2 separate regions of the Gossypium hirsutum genome follow, and region 2 is linked to region 1. The links are chromatin contacts, called in public Hi-C maps. All regions are on one chromosome and are shown on one strand. Each heading gives the region's core, a stretch centred on a gene start, on an enhancer-like site or on the middle of the called end of the contact. The rest is flanking DNA. Distances are from core to core; before and after follow the strand shown.

The links. A called contact is a pair of places that touch in the nucleus more often than the background predicts.
Region 2: a Hi-C map of anther shows a contact between it and region 1, with 2.9 times the contacts expected there. The contact joins the promoter of LOC121215944 here to the enhancer-like site in region 1. A contact is called at or near these places in 5 of 34 Hi-C or Micro-C datasets (anther, leaf and seedling).

Annotation. Positions count from the first base shown.
Region 1 is chrD04:52,617,444-52,621,844 of Gossypium_hirsutum_v2.1, forward strand. It overlaps the pseudogene LOC107898090. Among protein-coding and RNA genes, the nearest start is that of LOC107898927, 11 kb to the right of the region's middle. Within about 2 kb of position 2,433, at least 4 of the 9 cell types and tissues checked have an H3K27ac peak or open chromatin away from gene starts, as enhancers often do.
Region 2 is chrD04:52,671,264-52,675,664 of Gossypium_hirsutum_v2.1, forward strand. LOC121215944 (pollen-specific leucine-rich repeat extensin-like protein 3) reads left to right here and starts at 2,015. Exons shown (of 3, transcript XM_041090852.1): 1 at 2,015-2,131; 2 at 2,507-2,985; 3 at 3,295-3,496. The coding sequence starts at 2,054. The coding sequence ends at 2,977.

The DNA of each region.
Region 1 (4,401 bases), core at 1,183-3,682:
TTGGCCATGTAACTAATGGTAGTTGACTGTCATCGAGTTAGTGGAACCAACACTAGAAAAATACTCATCAAACCTGTGATAACAAGTCTGAACCATGTGTCCAACCTTACCACATAACTGACACTGTAGCCTGGAGCGAGACCAACCTCGACCATTTCCACGAGACCTGCCACAAGACCAACCACGACCTTTCCCTTTGTAGCCTTGCTTATGATCCTAAGAGTATCGCTTGGAATCAACAGACTGTTTCGAACTAATGTTAGTATCTTGCTATCGAGAAGCCAAATTTTCTTAGCAAGGAACTTCTGTTAATAACTCCAGTTGTCGTGTTTCACAATTAAACAACATTTCAGTCAACAAATCAAGAGATAAAGGAGTTGCTGAGGCAAAAACCCGAATAGACTCGAACTCGAGTGAAAGACCAGCCAAGATGACACTTACTTGTTCTTGCTTAGAGACAAAACTACCAGCAGTAGTCAAATTATCACTAAGATGCTTTACCTTAGATACATATTCTTTAATAGAAAGATTCGCTTTCTTGAGCGAGTATTGAGCATGACGCATGCTCGAGATTTTAATGGTAGATTTTGCACTAAATCTTCTCTCAATTGTCGTCCATATATCAAAGCTTGTTTTGGCAATTGTAAGATGAACCAAGATATCATCTGTCACAGTGGACAACAGCCAAGAAGCTAGAAACTTATCTTACTTCTTATGAATGAGAAAAGCTAGATTTTCAAGTTGCTGACCTTCAGATCCAATGATTAAAGGAGGAGGAGAAGGGACTGTACCTAATACAAACCCTTCAAAACCATAATCCTCAAGAATCAACAAAAGCTGATGCTTCCATAAAAGAAAATTGTGCGCAGCAAGTTTGATGGTGTCGTGTTTGGAGAAGTAATGAACTGTAGGTACGCAGAAATTGCCAGGTCCTTGCGAATGCACAGCCTCCCCAGTGTTGGAGGAATGACGAGGTGTGTCAACTACTGGTACACCTTCTGGAACGGTTTCAGTGGCCATGGAAAGAAAAAAAAATCTACACCAAGAAAACCTTTACTCTTGATACCATGTTAAGATTCAACAATAAGGAAAATGGGAAGTAATTCTCTGTTGTATTACTCAAACTAGTGACCTATATTTAATACAAGATGAAGCTAACTAACTGCAATTAATAACAACTTTATAACTAACAATAACTAATAACCGAACGTGTAGTTATTCCTAACACTCTAACGGTTGGGGCTCATCATCTAGATGCATAGGTGAGCCAATAGTACTTGGCTTCTTTGTCTTCCTCCAAGGTAAACTGAAATCATTTGACAAAATATTAATTCACAATTTTGCTTTCTCAATGGGATATAATATATGCATGCGTCTTTGTCAATGGCAGCCAGGGTGTTTACGTTTGCAAGATTCTTTCCCAAAATCAACGCAAGATATGATTATGGGTTGTTGATATTTACGTTGACATTCGTTTTCATATCTGTCTCAGGTTATCAAGACAATGAGATATTGGAACTGGCTTACAAGAGATTATCAACCATCCTCTTAGGTAGCTTCACTTGTATCATAGTCTCCATTATGGTTTTCCCTGTCTGGGCTGGTGAAGACCTCCATATCTTAATTGCTTCCAACATGGAAAAGCTTGGCAGCTTCCTAGAAGGTCCCCATTCATCTCCTCTACTCCACTAATTAAAATTAGCAGTTATTCTCCGTATTTATATTTTCCCTTTAACCAAACACATTTTTTTGCAGGTTTTGCAGATGATTACTTGTGAAATGGCTAATTCCAAACAAGATAAATCCATCTTACAGCGATATTAAACTGTTCTTAATTCTAAAAATAATGAAGATGCATTGGTAAGTGAATTAAAAGCTAAAGATAAGAAAAGCTTTGGGTATCTGATATTAATTCACTTAGCCTTGTTAATTGTCATTTTTAGGCTAATTTTGCAAGATGGGAACCGATGCATGGTCGATTTCAATTTCGACATTCATGGAAACAGTACGTCAAGATTAGAGCTCTGATACGCTACTGTGCCTATCGAATTGAATCTCTTAATGGACACCTAAATTCTGGTCCCAAATTCTTCAGCTATTCTAAATTCTAACAACTATTCTAAATTCTAACAAGACAAAAAGAAAATACAATAAAGTTTAGATTAAGTTATCATCTTATGTTGCAGGCAAAAGTAGAAATTCCAAGTAAAATCAAAGAGACATGGTGAAAATGAGCTTGGAATCTGGTAAAGCATTGAAGGAATTAGCACTCTCAATCAAAACAATGGTGAAACCATTTCCTGCTGATATCCATATCCAAAACTCAAAATCTGCAGCCAAGAGTTTGAACTCGTTGCTCAAATCATCTGTAGGTTTATGGGATGATAATATGGACCTCTCGCGAGTTGTACCAGTGGCCACTGTAGCTTCCTTGTTAATCGATGTGGTCAACTGTACCCAGGAAATCGCTGAAGCCGTTCATGAACTCGCATCAATAGTGAATTTCAAAGCCATGCATCCAGCCGACTGTCTCGCCCGAAGAACCCGAGACCGGACAACCCGAAATTGTGAAATCTTACAATGATGTAGTGTGATCATCGTAACTGGTGAGACAAGTTGGGAAAGTGGGACTTCTACAGCAACAACAATGGATAATTGTATTAGTAAACCTACGAATTGATTCTGCGGTTTAAATATTATATACTCCGGAAAAAATAAATTAAAGTTTTCAAAATAATATACGCTGAAGGAAAAATTTAGCCTTTGGAATTTTTTTAAAAAATAATTAAATATTTCCGAACTTCTATCAAATTAGTCTCTAAACTAATAAAATTGATCAAATATACTCTTTAACTACGTTGACCGTTTATTAGTTTAAAACCAGTTTGCATGAGAAAAAAATGATTTCGATATACAATTAGCCATTCATTTATTAGTAAGTTTTAGTGTTTTTATCTACCCAATTATAAAAAGTTACAAAAGTGATCACTAAAATTATCGGTTTATGACATTTTAGCCACTTGCCCGTGAACTCGGTTTTTAACTCATATCCTTAAAAGCTAATTTGATCGTTAAATTATAACTAAAATGTCAATTTAATACTTTTTTATTTTTTTTAAAATTTAAAAAAATTAAAAATTCTAAAATATAAAAAAATTCATAAAAATATGGAAATTCATAATTATAAAAATATTTTTTAAAAATTATAGTTATGCGAAAAATTCATAAAATTTTAAAATGTTCATAAAATTTTAAAAAGTATTAAAAATCACCTAAAATTGAAAAAAAATGATATTTATGTATTAACGATTACAGTTTACTCCACAAATTATCACTATTTGAAATTTATTTGTAAATATCATATCACAATTTGAACCATTGACATCAGTGTACCCCTTTTTAATGAGCTTTGCTTCATTAATTAAGCAAACTTATTTGTGATGCTTTACTATAAATCTATACATGGTAACTGAATCATATGAAATCACTTTAAGAAATGTAAATTTAAAAATTCATTTGAAATAAATAAAGATCATCAAATTAGGCATATAGCATTTTCTTTTTTGTAACATTTGTAAATATAACAAACCTTTCGAGTCAATTGGCCAAATAGATTCTTTGGCATGATATAAGACATTCTACCATTATGTCTTCCTCCTTGAAAAGTATTCTTCTCAATCTTGGTGAGTTCTCAAACATTTTTAGCATAATACTAATTGTTATATCCTCTCCAGCTTAAGACATGTGGCAACACAACAAGTTACTCGGAATACACCTTTCCGCTTGCTACCAAACGACTAGTCACTAAATGATTGATCGATAGCCCTGAAGGCTTGATTCTAGCCAACCTTCTGTCTTCCCTGAAAGGGTCTTACTCAGTCATCCCTGCAAGACAACCACCCAACCTTCTGTCTTCTTTGGAAAGATCCTAGTCGACCATCTGTTTTCTATAAAGGGTCTTCACTCGGCACCCGCTCTTTTATTCAAAATGTAACTTTTTAGGCCACCAAACCCTACGTGGGCTTAACTATTCTGCCATATGGTTTTGAAGGAATGATAGAATGTGTCCCCTCATAGACATCCTCCCATATGACCCACAATGATGGCATGATAGCAGATCTACCACGCCAATACCACCGGACACAGAACCTCCCCTATAAATACTCCCAGCACAATGAAGAAATAACCAACTCTCAAGAATTCAAGTCTTCTTATTGCATTCGGAATACCTTCTATAGCCTCAACTTCTTTGCTCACTTTCCTCCTCTAGCTCTTCATCGAGATTGGGTGAAGCGACCTCCATTAGTACCACCACATCCTCCTCTGTGTTTCCTCCATTGTTAATACCCAACATCAAAAATTGGTATGGCGAACGTGAACACCATGGCTTCTCGATCCCAG
Region 2 (4,401 bases), core at 765-3,264, 53 kb after region 1:
ATAGTTATTTGGATTTGAAATCATCGAACAAACATATGTTTTTAGCTTAAGGCACCAATTGAAACATTATTTTCTTGCATTGCTTAAAATTTTCATTAACTTCCTTTCTTCCTCCTTTTCATGATTGTAAAAATATATGCAAATCATATATTATATAATTATGTACCAATCATAACTATGCATGTATATCATGTATATAATAAACTAGAATTTGAGTTTATCAAAAACTAATCCATGAGACACTTATACTTTTTGCATAATATAATTAATCTCAATAGAAAATAATCATAAAATTCAATTCATGCAATAATAGTAAACCAAAAATTTGATGTACATCTCACTGCTACAAAGATTTCTTCTAAATTAATAGTTAGATCACTGATCTCAATATTGTGTCATTACTGATAGCCATCTTCATAGTACCATGATTGTAGGGGCATGTGAACGCACGGTGAATTTAATTTCTCATAATTTGCAAAAATAGAACTTTAAAATTGTTAGTGTGTAGGGATAAATTAAATTTATGATAAATTAATAAAGCTTTCAAGGCGTGTATCAATGCCACTTTCTTTAAAGTTCTATATGCCCCCACCTATACTTTGGTGTGCAAAAGAGTTACTGGCAATTAAACCTCGATGATACAATGAAGTCCAATGACTGTCGATGTGTTGCACTGACGGAAATAGTCCACTTAGCATTGAGCGGAGCATAGCAAGAATATCAATTTCTATAAAGAATTTCTGCAATAATTCTTTATAGAACAAACTAGAAATATAAAAAAAAATGGTGGGAGAGTAAAAAGAAATTTTCTTTCTATGTTTTCTTGGGTGCGTCATACAAATGAAATTGCACTTCTATTTATAAGAAGTCTCGTGTCTCTTCATAGGGACATAACTACCCTAATAAATAGTCATATCTTTAGCAAAAAAAATATAAGTATTCAATAGATATCTACATAATTATAATTATTTGTTAATAATCATGTGACATAACTTTTGATTACTTATAACTTTTCATTTACAGTTATTAAAAAATACATATAGTGAAAATGGTCCAACAATTTTAAGAACATTGAATGGAATGATTCTTAAAAATATTATTTATAAAATTTAATTAATTAAAATAATTAAAAGAATAGATGTCAAAAATAACAAAATTTAACCAAAAAAAAATCATCTATCACAATTTAATTACAACATGATAGTATAAACAAAATTAAATAACTTTTGTTTAGTTTGAACTCTCATCATTTAATTACGAAATAAGAGAATCTTGGCATTTAAATGATTGGGTAAATGAGATCCTTTTAGTATTTAATTATTTAATTTAAGCAAAAAGTATACTATTCAATTCCTAAACTAATCATTAACATTCGTTGGTAAAATGTTAATTTTATATTTATAAATTGTCGTCTACAAATTTACACATATAATACATCATATATCACCTCTACTCCTCTCCTATAAAAAAAACAGAGTAAATCATATTATTCATTACTAAATTAGGGATAAATTTTTGTTTTGGTTACTTAATTAAAGAAAAAAGTTATAATTTGATCACTAAACTATTTAAAAGTTTTTATTTAAGTCATTGGACTGTTAAATTTTTTTTTAAAGTTTAGCTAGAGATCTCCCAACGGCAAGTTGACGATCAGTACCCATCAATAAGTACAAAAACATACCTTAGACCTATGTTGATATTATCGTCAATGTCGAAGATTAATTAAAAAAATTTATTTGAAATTTGGTTTACTTTGTGAAGTCTAAAATTGTTTCACGCAAAAAAAATGAATTATATAAAAGAAAGAGAAAAAAAATTGATTGGTAAAAAACTGTGTAACAAGAGAAAATGATATAACTTCAATATTAACATACTGATATCTTAAATGAAAACTCTTTTTTATTTAGCGACCCATAATTTTGGTGCATTACAGTCATTGTCTAGTAAAATATAGTAGACAGTTAGAGTTATTGTTATAGGTTATAGTCATAGATTATACAGATAAGGGGAATACGGGAGCTGTTTATGAAAGGGTAATCTCCACCCCAGCCCTATGCAGCAACCACCTCCATCCGACATAGCAGACATGCCTGTCAGTCTCCGGCTCGATTCCCAAAATATTCCCCCAAAGGTTAAACTCTAACGCTACATTGATTTATCTGATTAACTCCTTAAAACCATTCTTTCTTAATTAATAACCCAATCTCTACAACTACAAGTCTAGAGCCTTGAGCTATAGTTCTAAAAGATTGAGCATTGAGCACAATTTTGGAAGCATTGCAGAGTTCAATTTTTTTTCTCTCTTGAAATGGCCTTCACGTGCAATGATCACATAACCTTTTTCACCCCTTGGATCCCAAGTCCAACTTCCCTCACCAAACTCACAATGGAAACCCGACCCAACCAACATCCTATCTTCACTAAACCAAACCAAAACACACCCCGTTTCAGATTTGCTGGTTTTTTTTTAAGCTCACTCTACTAATTTATGCTTTTCTCCTCCTAGTACAAAAGCAAAATGTGTTATGTGGGGAAAGCAACAAAGATCTTCATCTTCATAGTTACAGCGTTGGTGGTATTGGGTCTTGTCTTGGGATTCGGGCTGCTTCGTCACCATAAGTCGCACTCACACAAATGCTCCGGTGGTGACTCTTGTCCTTCTCCTAATTTCTTCCCTAACCCTATCTCCACCCCTAATTCGCCACCCTTTTCTTCTTCCTCCTCCTCTTACAATCCTCCTCCTCCTGCCATTGGGTCTAACCAGCCCACCTCCCCTAACTCACCACCTACCTCAATCCCTACTGCTAACCCACCACCACCAGCTGTCCAGGACCCTACTCCTACACCTCCGCCGCCTGACGCTAACCCAAATCCTCCACCACAATCTACTCCTCCTCCTCCTCCTGCAGTGCTTCCAGTGCCTCCCTACAATCAGCCTACTCCGGTTCTGGTGGCTCCAGGTCCTGTGCATGCTTAGACTATCTGGTTAGTTCCATTAAAAAATAAACGTTTTCTTTTTTCTACTTTCAAATTTCTTGAATTAAGTAATTTTTTTTAGATGGGTTGTATAGTGGTGGGGATGATAATGGGTGAGATTTGGATTAGATTTTGATAATGGTGAATTTTGTTTTTTGTTTTTATTCATATTGAGAATTTAGTGATTTACCTACACAACCCACTTTTCAGATATAATGAATTGTGCATCTTGTCTGATAAATTGACAAAAATGGTTGTCGACTCTCTTGAATCTGGTGTTTTATCTTAGAATCTTACTCTTTATTGGATCAAATTTAGGCTGCAACGTGAAGCCATTGTTGTTGATTGACATGGGTAACTTTAACAATGATGAATGTTTACTCAGTTCTGTGAAATGGTTTTCTCCATTGTTGTTGGTAAGGTTGAGAACCTGTAAATCATACCGCCCTCCGTTGCTGGTGACTCAGTTTCTTGTTTTGGTATTTGGTAATGGGTAATTTTACAATTGAGTTGTGTGTCACACTCACGATATTGGTCAACAAATATATTTATCTAAAACTCATTTAAAAATCAAATTATGCTGCATAATATTTTTTATTCAAATATTATTATAGGTAAAATTTTATTGATTTATAAAATATAAAAAAATAAAATAAAAACACACTCATCATAATATAATTTATTATATATATATATGAATATTTTGATAATTTTTTTCATATAAACATACTTAAGCAAGGGGCCCGATCCTCTTTAAAATGAAAATTTTCACCTTTAATCTTTTTATAATTTTAAAATTTTTACATTAATGTATAATAAAATCATACTCTAGTCCCTTCAAAAATGAGGAAAAATAATTTAATTCTTTAAAAATTATAAAAATATAAATTATAAAAACGATAAAATTTCACTTTTATTACTGTAAAAATATATAAATTAATTTCAACCCTTTCAACCAATTTTCTAACTTTGCCATTGAGTATAATATAAATAGATTTAATATTTGATTTCACCTTCTATATAAAAGGTAAATTATTAGTTTAGTATTTGGTGAAATACTTTTTTTGTAAGTAATTTTCACTCTATCCGATCTCATAATAAATGGAAAATTATATAAAAAATCATTGAAAAATGAAAAAATTTCCTTTAATTTTTTTTTAAAAAAACAACTCAATAATTCAAAATTTAATTTTTGAAATTATAAAAAAAAACTTTTAACCTGTTATTATGCTTAAATTTAAAAAAATCTAAAAAGTAACTAAAAATGCAAGAAATTTGTAAAAAAAAAAGTCTCCAACATCAAAAAAATTTAAAATAAAAATAAAAATCTAGAATTTAGTTTTTGAAATTGTAATTACACTTAAATTTTCTTTAAAAATAAAGTTTACAAAATCGTAAAAGAATTCTAAAAATACTTGATTTTTT